Regions from separate parts of the Capra hircus genome. Here region 1 is linked to region 2. A link is a contact called in public Hi-C data. All regions are on one chromosome and are shown on one strand. The core of a region is the stretch at or near the end of the contact, and the rest is flanking DNA. Distances in the headings are between cores, read along the strand shown. Region 1 holds the start of GPRC5B (G-protein coupled receptor family C group 5 member B). Region 2 overlaps C25H16orf62 (UPF0505 protein C16orf62 homolog).

What was found. A called contact is a pair of places that touch in the nucleus more often than the background predicts.
Region 1: a contact with region 2 is called in a Hi-C map of blood, with 5 times the contacts expected there. The contact joins the promoter of GPRC5B here to the enhancer-like site in region 2. A contact is called at or near these places in 3 of 5 Hi-C or Micro-C datasets (blood and liver).

What each region holds. Positions count from the first base shown.
Region 1 is chr25:17,332,733-17,337,567 of ARS1.2, forward strand. It overlaps GPRC5B (G-protein coupled receptor family C group 5 member B), which reads right to left and starts at 3,212. Exons shown (of 4, transcript XM_018040564.1): 1 at 3,077-3,212.
Region 2 is chr25:17,045,086-17,049,854 of ARS1.2, forward strand. It overlaps C25H16orf62 (UPF0505 protein C16orf62 homolog), which reads left to right. Exons shown (of 31, transcript XM_005697540.3): 9 at 3,638-3,697. Among named protein-coding and RNA genes, the nearest start is that of C25H16orf62, 42 kb to the left of the region's middle. Within about 2 kb of position 1,301, at least 1 of the 5 cell types and tissues checked has an H3K27ac peak or open chromatin away from gene starts, as enhancers often do.

The DNA.
Region 1 (4,835 bases), core at 1,962-4,461, 290 kb after region 2:
AGCAGGTCTGGAGGGCCTTACCTAGCCCTGGGCATGTCTAAAGTACTAATGAATACCTGGCACAGAATTTACACTCCCATCTGTGTCCTCAAGAGTGGAAGACCTCAGCTGGAGGAAGTCAGACAGAACCGAGTGACACAGGGCATTACTTAACCTCTCTGACCTTCAGTCTCTTTGTAAAACAATGATAGTAATAGTGCCGCTTTCTCAAAGCCGACGTGAAAGGTACTTAGAAAGTACTCAGCCTGGTGCCTGGCAGACAGGGAGCTCTGGGTCCTGACTTGTTACAAAAACAAAGACAATTCTGTGTCCTGTTGGGAATAGGAAGTGGTAAGGCGACTTGGCCAGAGGCTTCCTGGAAGTGACGGATGAGCTGGGACTAGAACCCACTGCTCCGGACTCCTGACCTCAAGGCTGCTGCACCCCAGTTGGACTCCCCGCCATGTTCAGCAGACGGCCAGGATGAGACTGCGGAGCCTGTCTCCCCACGCACCCCAACACCACACTCTGTCCTTGCCCACTCCCTTTAGAGCATTTCCTGCTCCCGAAGGATTAAACTGTTGCAAGGTTTCCTGACATTAATTAAAACTCTTTCTCAGACCTGCAATCTTACCCTTTGATCTCTTTTCCAAGTTATACCATCTCATAATCTTTAGTTCCCAGCACCATCCAGACCACCAGACTATCTGGGGGCCCTTGAATTTAATAACCCTCACACGTTAGTAAACAGGGTTGTCAGAACACAGGCTCCGTGATCCATGAATATGCAAAGCAGCTCCAATCCTGTAAATAAAAGCAATCATTTAAATGCAAATTGCATCCTTGGCTGCCCGTTCCAGGGTGGATGGTTCCTCTCAGGCTGTAATTCCGAGAAGAAAATGTGACTAACTCAGAACCCCCAGGAAGCTCTTGCGTGGAAGTGCATATGGAGCCGAGGGCTCTGGGTGGGGGCTGCTTAGGGTAGACAGAAACTGCCTAAAAGTGAGAAGTGGGTTTTAAAACCTGACCCATCCCTGGCGTAGGCTCATTCAAAGCAGTCCCTACAGGTCCACTTCGGAGGCTCCCGGCGCCTCGCCATCCCCAGAGGCAGAATGAAAGGGGAGCTGCTTTTCCTCTCCTTGTTGAGGTCAGGGGAGCTTTTAAAAATCAGATCTCGTGGCTTTCTACTCCAAACCCTCCCTCCAAGGATTCATTTAGGAGAATAAAACCTAAGCTCCTTTCCATGGCCCCCCAAATCGGGGTTTGGCTGGTCCTGTCATCCCCTTTCAGACCCCCACTCTCAACATCTGCCTACAGCTCCAGCCACAATGGCCTTTGTTCAGTTTCTCTAAGCTCATTCCCACCTCCCAGCCTTTGCACTTGCAGTGCCCTCTGCCTGGTTCAGTCTTCCCCCCCAACATCTGCCAGTGGCGGGGGTGGAGGGGGGGGCAGCCCTGTCTTGCAAAGCTCCACTAAAATGTCACTGCGCAGAACTCTTGTCACTTTATTTTACATCACCCTGCTTTATTTTCCTGGCAGCACTTATCCCAAATGGAAGTTTTATCCACTTACTATTTATTTACTTATTTAGTGTTTGCCCAACTCCCCAGTGCTCTGAGAGCAGGGGCTTATCTGCCAGTTGTGTAGCTGGCACATTTACTGAAATAATACATTAACCGATCAAGATTTTAAGCTTCTCTCTCTCTAACAAGACTGCTTGTCTCACTGCCTGTGCCCTAAATGGCGACTCCTTCCCACTTCCATTTTTCCCTTCCCAACTCAGTTGACCCCTTTTCAGACAGAGCAGGAACAGATAGGAAACAGTTCACTCCACAGTCCAGATACAAAACCGGCCGGGTGGAGGTCTCCCAACCCACAGATACCGATTTGCATTCTATTTACATCCTATTTGCATGCAGTTTAACTCAACGTCTCGAGTCCTCCAGAAAGCCTCCATCCCTGGGGAAACTTATGAATCAAGGTTCCTCGGCAGAAGTTCCAAAGCTTTTGTGCCAAGCCCCTCCCCCACTTCTCGCCTCTTTGCGAGGACCCCTAGTTCCTCCTGGGCTCAGTTCAGGTCCCCCCCACCCCCCATACTGGCGCAGTTGGGCAGCCAATGTGGCGCGTGGCCCGGGGCCCCAGGCGGGGATGCCGCTGCCCGCCACACTCCAGGGGCCTTTGTCCGCGCTCCAAGGAGCCGCCCCCTTAGCGAACTGGGGACAAGTTGCGTTGAGGGGTGGGAGGGCGATTGGCTAGGCCTGGGAGTGACATAGCCGGGGAATGAACCCAAGGGCTGCGCTGGACCCCTCCTCGGTGGCAATGGTACCCCCTCCCTGGCCAGTTAACCAACCCTCCGGCCGAGGCGGGTGCGGGCGGTAGGGGTCCCGGGATTCTTGGGACTGGAAGCCTGTGTCCCCCAAAGGGTGGGGACGCAGCACAGGGCTGATCATCGCCTCTAGCCTGGCCGGAACAGAAACGCTAACCCCCCCGCCATTGTATGCAGCCGCCCCTCACTTGTACCCCAGCTCCAGGTCCCAGCTCTGCCTCCTTTCGCCCGCAGTGTCCCTTCCTTGTCCGGTAGTGCGTAGCCGCGACCCCCAGTCCCTACGGCAGGTGCCGCAGCTCACCTCCAAAGCTCTCCCCTTGTGCCCCCGGCTCCGCCTGCCCTGTCTGTGGTCAGGCCCCGCGCCTGCCACGCAGCCCCCAGACCTGCCCGCGGCTGCCCTCACACGAGTCACTCGGGCACGCCTGAAGTCTCTTACAGTTCCAACAGCCCTTTGCCTGATCTGCGATCGCCTCCAGACCCTCCTCTGAGACTTTGATCTCCGTCTGGTCCGGGAACACCGCCCCCGCCCCATTAAGGTCCCAACCTTCTCCGCCCCCTGCCCCGCGGTCTGCGGGCTCCTCTCTGCCGCCAAACTGTGGTCCTCCAGCCCGGAAACCCCAACTCCCCCAGCAGACTAACCCCTTGGGGAAGAGGAGGAACTCAGAAAAGCCCAAGAAGCAGACCACATCCCAACGCTCCCAAGTGCACCCGGGGAAAAGTTTCTGGGGTCGCCGCAGCGCCCTCCACCCTGCCGGCGCGGCTGGCACTCACCGACCCCCGCGGCCCCGCAGCGCCGACGCTCCCGCTGGCCCTCGGCCCGAGTCACATCTCTGCAGCGCCGCCGTGGCCCCAGCCCAGCGATCCCGCCCGCCCGCCCGCCCGTCCGGCCTCACTGCATCGCACTCGCTAGCCGCAGCCGCGCGAGGCGCCCCCTGGCCCGGCCCGCGCTGCTGCAGCCGCCGCGGCCCCGCCCCCTGAGGCCCCGCCCCCGGAGCCTCCGAACCCCGCCCCCGTCCCGGCCAGGGCTGATTGTTCCAAGCCGAACCCGGCGCACGCTCCTTGCTTCCCGCTTGCAGCGCCGAGGCGAGCCCCCTCCAGTGTCCGCATTTAGGGACCACCACCCTCACATCCACAGTGCGTCCCAAAGCACTGTGGACGCGCTGGACATTTTCCTCCGTTGATCTACTTGCAGAAACACACACATAGAGGGGTTTTCTAAACTGTGGGTTACTAAACAGCTGTTGTTCTGTCGCCCTGTCGTGTCCGACTCTTTGCAACCCCCTGGACTGCAGCACGTCAGGCCTCCCTCCTCCCTGTCCCTCACCATCTCCTTGAGTTTGCCCAAGATCATGTCCATTGCATCGGTGTTGCCTTCCAGCCATCTCATCCTCTGACGCCCTCTTCTCCTTCCACCTTCAATCTTCTCCAGCATCAGGAACTTTTCCAATGAGTCCGCTGTTCGCATTAGGTGACCAAACTACTGGCGCTTCAGCTTCGGCATCAGTCTTTCCAACGAGTATTCAGGGTTGATTTCTCTTAAGATTGACTGGTTTGATCTTGCTGTCCAAGGAACTTTCAGAAGTCTTCTCTAGCACCCCATTTCGAAGGCATCAATTCTTTGGCGTTCTGCTTTCTTTCCGGTCCAGCTCTCACAAGAGTACCCGGCCATTAAGAAGACCATAGCCTTGACCATAAGACTTTTGTCGGCAGAGTAGTGTTTCTACTTTTCAACACACCGTCTAAGTTTGTCACAGCTTTCCTGCCAAGAAGTAATCATATTCTGATTTCATGGCTGCAGTCACCATCCACAGTGATTTTGGAGCCCAAGAAGAAGAAATCTGTCGCTACTTCCACCTTTTCCCCTTCTATTTGCCGTGAAGTAATGGGGCCTGATGCCATGATCTTAGTTTTCTGTAATATTTAGTGTTAAACTGGCTCTTTCACTCTCCCTCTTCACCCTCATCAAGAGGCTCTTTAGTTCCTCTTCACTTTCTGCCATCAGAGTGGTATCATCCACATACCTATAGTTGTTGATGTTTCTCCCGCCTATCGATTCCAGCTTGTACCTTATCCAGCCTGGCATTTCTCATGATGGGCTCGGCGGATAGGTCAAACAAACAGGGTGCCAGCAGACAGCCCTGTTGGACTCCTTTCTCAATCTTGAATTCTAAACAGTTACTTCCCCACAATATACCAGTGCTGGATCCAGGGTGCAGAGAGGATTCTGCTGAGACTGTTCCAGAATCACTAACACCCCAACTTCAGCCAGGCAGCCCCTCCCGCCTGGGCACACTCCAATCCTGCCACCTCCTGCCACGTGCCTTTGTCCCTTTATGCAACGTGAGCCCCACGTCCGTGTTCTTGGCCACCCCAAACATACTCATATGTCTACCACAAGCATATTCACACGCCCACTCACCCCTCACATGGATCCATACGCAGGATCCCACCACTGCTACCACCCTCATCACTCACACGCATGCGCACACTTCCACGATTGCCTCCAGCACACACTTGGGGGCCTGGGGCC
Region 2 (4,769 bases), core at 51-2,550:
AGCCAGCAGGACTGAGGTATGGTGTAGATGCCTGCTGTCCTTGCTGTATTCTAGGAATGAGCTGGGCTGGGGGTTGAGAATAACGGTGAGAATCCTCAGCAAATAAGGGTTTTCTTTGGGCCTGACTGTTTTAGGTTCTTTAGTGATATTCAGTCACGCCGTCTTTGTAACAGCTCTATGAGGTAGGGTCTGTGATTATCCCAGAGAAGGCAATGGCAACCCACTCCAGTACTTTTGCCTGGAAAATCCCATGGATGGAAGAGCCTGGTAGGCTGCAGTCCACGGGGTCACGAAGAGTCGGACACAACTGAGCGACTTAGCAGCAGCAGCTATAATTATCCTCACTTCACAGATGAGGAGGTTGAGGCACAAGGATGTAAAGCAGCTCATCCACTTCCCCAGGGTAGTGAGTGGCAGAACAGGGGCTCAAATTGAGTTCTCTCTGAGCAGTCAGAGCACCTGCTTGATTGCTCTTCAGTTCAGTTCAGTCACTCAGTCGTGTCTGACTCTTTGCAACCCCATGAACCACAGCACGCCAGGCCTCCCTGTCCATCACCAACTCCCGGAGTCCACCCAAACGCTTATCCATCACTTGGCTTATGGGGGAAATTCTCTCTATGAAAACTACAAGTGCGTGTAGCCTTGACCCAGCAACTCACCTCTGGGAATTCATCCCAGCAACCCGAGTGACCGTCCAGAGGGGACCAGTTAAACAGAAGATGACACGTCTGTGCACTTCAGCGCTAGGAGCCCCTGAGGAGTGAAGCCGTGCTGTGTCCCGGTGTGGAAGGTACCCATGTTATGTTGTTGGGTGAAAAACTCAAGATGCAGAACGGCTATGAGAGTATGTTCCATTTTGTGTAAGAAAGGAGGAAAGTTAGAACACTTGCTTCTCGTCACTTGTGTTTGCCTAAAGAAACATTAGGAGGATACTCAAGAAACTAGTAAAAGTGCCTCCCTCCCGCACCCCGGCCCCCCTCCAAACGAGGGTGGTCCAGGCAGTGAGCATCATTCGGTACCTCCTGTAGCCTTTTTGAATTTGGAACGGTGGGCATGTTTCACCTATTCAAAGGATTCCCAGAGGCACCCTTGTCCAGATCTGTTGTGAATAGCTTTCCTCAGGCCTGCGAGGCAGCCTGCATGTTCAGGGGCTGCATGTTACACTTTGGGGCTAGAGAGCCGCTCTCACCTTTTACAAAGGGGGCGGGCCTCGCTTGCTTGAGTGGCAGCTCGGAGTGCGGAGGTCCACTGTGCATGTGTCTCTGTTACCCTCGGCGCCACAGGAACACGTGCTGCTGTTGGGGGGCAGGGGGTTTGTGGTGGTGGACGAGGCATGGGAGCGTGGGAGCATCCAGCTGGGTGGGGATGCGGGACACCGCCCTGGGCGTCTGCAGTGCGCAGGCGTGGCGGTGCTTTTACTGGGACTTCCCTGGAGGCAGTGAGCGCAGAGCTGGAAGCTGGGCTCTGGCGTCTCTGCCTGCATTCCTTGCCTATCCTCCAGGGTGGTGTGAACCTGAGCCTTGGTCTCTTCACTTGTGGAATGGGAAGTGGAATTTCCCATTGTGAAGTTCCCACACCTTCACTTGTGGAATGTAGACCTTGCCTCAGGGAACTTCTGGGGAGAATTTTAATTGGGAGAATGTGCAGGAAGCACATGATGTCTGTCTGTCCCCCTCTAGGAACTGGCAGGGTCAGTGTCAAAGTAAGGTGCTCAGAAAATGTTAACTGTTGTCACTGATCTCTTGTATTTCAGTGTCTTTGGTTTATAAGTAAGTGAATCAAGAAAGGAAAGGAATCTAGGATCAGGTGTTATTTCTCAAAATAGTTGTCCACTAACTTAACAATGATGTTGAAGCTGAAACTCCAATACTCTGGCCACCTGATGTGAAGAGTTGACTCAATTGAAAAGACCCTTGATGCTGGGAAAGATTGAGGGCAGGAGGAGAAGGGGATGACAGAGGATAAGATGGTTGGATGGCATTACTGACTCAATGGACATGAGTTTGGGTAAACTCTGGGAGTTGGTGATGGACAGGGAGGCCTGGTGTTCTGTGGTTCATGGGGTCACAGAGAGCTGGACACGACTGAGTGACTGAACTAAACTGAAGTTAACAAAGGAAAACAAATGTTCACCCAGCTCTTTTGGCTGAAAATGGTTTAGTAGTTAAAGGCCCCTTAGAATATGAAGGTGAAATACAAAAATGTATTTAAAAAAAAAAAAAAAGAAGGCCGGTTTTGGAGAGATGGTAAGCTTTTTGTGGAGTAAAGGCATTGGGTTCTCTGAAGTCGGGTCCACACACCCGAGGAGGTATGAGAAGTCACACGGCTGCCCAGCGGGGCCTGCTGTGCTGTGCACATGCAGTCCCAGTGCTCGGAGTTCCGTGCTCATCTCAGGAGGCCTCTCTCGGCATCAGATGTGGCTGCCTTGGAGAGCCTGTGACTGCAGGTAACCAAATGCTTCCTGCCAGGAGGTCAAAGGCAGGTAGCTTTGAGAACTGGGGCTCAATCCCTGAGGCTTCTTAGGAACTTCTAAATTGAATCCATGGTTTGGAGCTGTGGTTCTCGTCTTCAGTTACATACCTGGAGAGCTTTAAGAACACTTCCAGTGGCCAAGCTGTGCCCCAGACCATTTACATTAGAACCTCTGAGGACAGATTCCACACGAGCCTATTTTCAAGTGCCTCAGGGGCTTCCCTGGTGGTTTAGTGGTAAAGAATCTGCCTGCAGTGCAGAAGATTCGGGAGGCTCATTCCCCGGGTTGGGAAGATCCCCTGGAGGAGGAAATGGCAACCCACTCTAGTATTCTCATCTGAAGAATTCCATGGACAGAGGAGCCTGGTGGGCTACAGTCCATGAGGTTGCAAAGAGTTGGACAACTAAGTGGCTAACACTTTCAGCCTATCAGATGTGTTGGAGAGTCTCTTGTGGAGACCTTGAGGAGGTGGCTCACCTTGGGAAATGGGTACTAGCCGCTGCAGCCCTGGAAGGTTCCCCTTGGCGTAAGCCCTCTTGGAGATTGCCATTGACCCCACCATAGAGCCTGTAGGTCCCAGGCTCTGCTTGTTTCTTTTTGAAGTAAAACTGACCTGCGTTAGTTCCTGTTATATAACACAGTGATTTCAAAATGATCTCCACAATAAGGCATTAGTATTTATCATGATATAAAGATAATATGTAGTTATTGACTGTATTTCCCATAACTACATTTCATACACATGAGTCATTTATCTCTCTCATTGTTTCTCTCCTTCCCCTCCTCCCTGGCAACCACCTGTTTGTTCTTTGTATCTGTTACTCTCTGTTATTTTTTGTTTGTTTGTTTGCTTTTAGATTTCACATATAAGTGAAATCATATAAGTGAAAGACAGTATTTGCCTTTCTCTGTCTGACTTACTTTGCCTGGCATAAGTGAAGGATCACTTTTCTGCCTCTTCACAGAAAGTGTAAAGTTCCCTGTTTTAATTAAAATCTGAAAGAATCATGGCTTAAACATTGGGTCCACTAGGTGGCAGCACACTCTCACAAGTTGAAGCTCATCCTGGCGATGGCACCATCTCTGTCCCTAATTAACAAATGTTAATTTAGTGTTTGCACCTGAAGGGCATGATGCTGACGCCATATGTCCTTTTCTCCCCAGGGAAGCTGGTGTACGAGCGCATCTTTTCCATGTGTGTGGATAACCGCAGTGTCTTACCAGGTAATGTCATAGCTGTTCCAACGGGTTTCATTCTGCCCTCAAGTCGGGGTTAGAAGGTTTATATCAAGTCAGGATTTATTGAGACCTGAAATTTTTTTTGTGTTAAAAGTTAAAGAAACACTGTTAAAGTTTTTTGATCATCTCAGTCTTTGAAAAGCAGCCCAGCTAGGGATTTGAGCAAGTAATTTGAATCTGCAAGAATGAAAAGGTCCTATGATTAGATTCAATTGAACTTTTATACCAACTTAAATTTCTCTGCTGCTTGACATTTTAATATTTTTCCTACATATCTTTCCTAAGAAGCAAATTGCTTTATAGAGCTAATTTTATATTAAAGAACAATGTCAGATAAATCAAAAATAACAGATACTTTGCATCTACAGTATATGCCCAAGTGATATTTGCATTAAATTTATTGCGGCTCAATTTTGAACTCTCAGGAGGTTATACTGGGACAATGAGATCACAAATTCATTTTGTCACATAAATGAAAGATGACGATGAGGCTAGCACGGAACTCGTAGCAACAGCATCCATTCTGTCTTACTCCTCCTTCTGAGTTCCTAGCACTGCCGGGAGGAAGCATGCTTATCTGTTCAAGTTAGAACAACAGACTGTCTTCACTTTCATCCCACCTCCTCCTGCTCCTGCTTCCCTGGAGGATGAAGCGATGGCATCAGACAGACCTGCAATTTGACTTTTCTTTGTGTCTGTTAATCGGTCTTGTCTTGTCTTTCTGGTTTTCCTTTTCTTTTTTGTCTTTCTCTCTCTGTGTCTCTTTCTCTTTTGCTGTTTCGTTCATCGTCTCTTTTTTTTCTCTCTTCTCTTTCTGTTTCCTTCTTTTCCTTCCTTCCATCATCCATGTTGTTAAAACTAGTTAATATGCACATTTCTCAGAAAGCAAGACAGAACTCTACAGACCTTTAGGGCTAGAAAAGCTCTTTGGAATCACCTCGTCTCATTTTAGTGGGGCCCCACCCAGTGGGAAAGAGCTAGGAACTTGGCACAGTCCTGCCACCAGCAAGTGAGAGCCTGGCTCTGAGTGCTGGACCTGCAGCATCCATTATGCTGC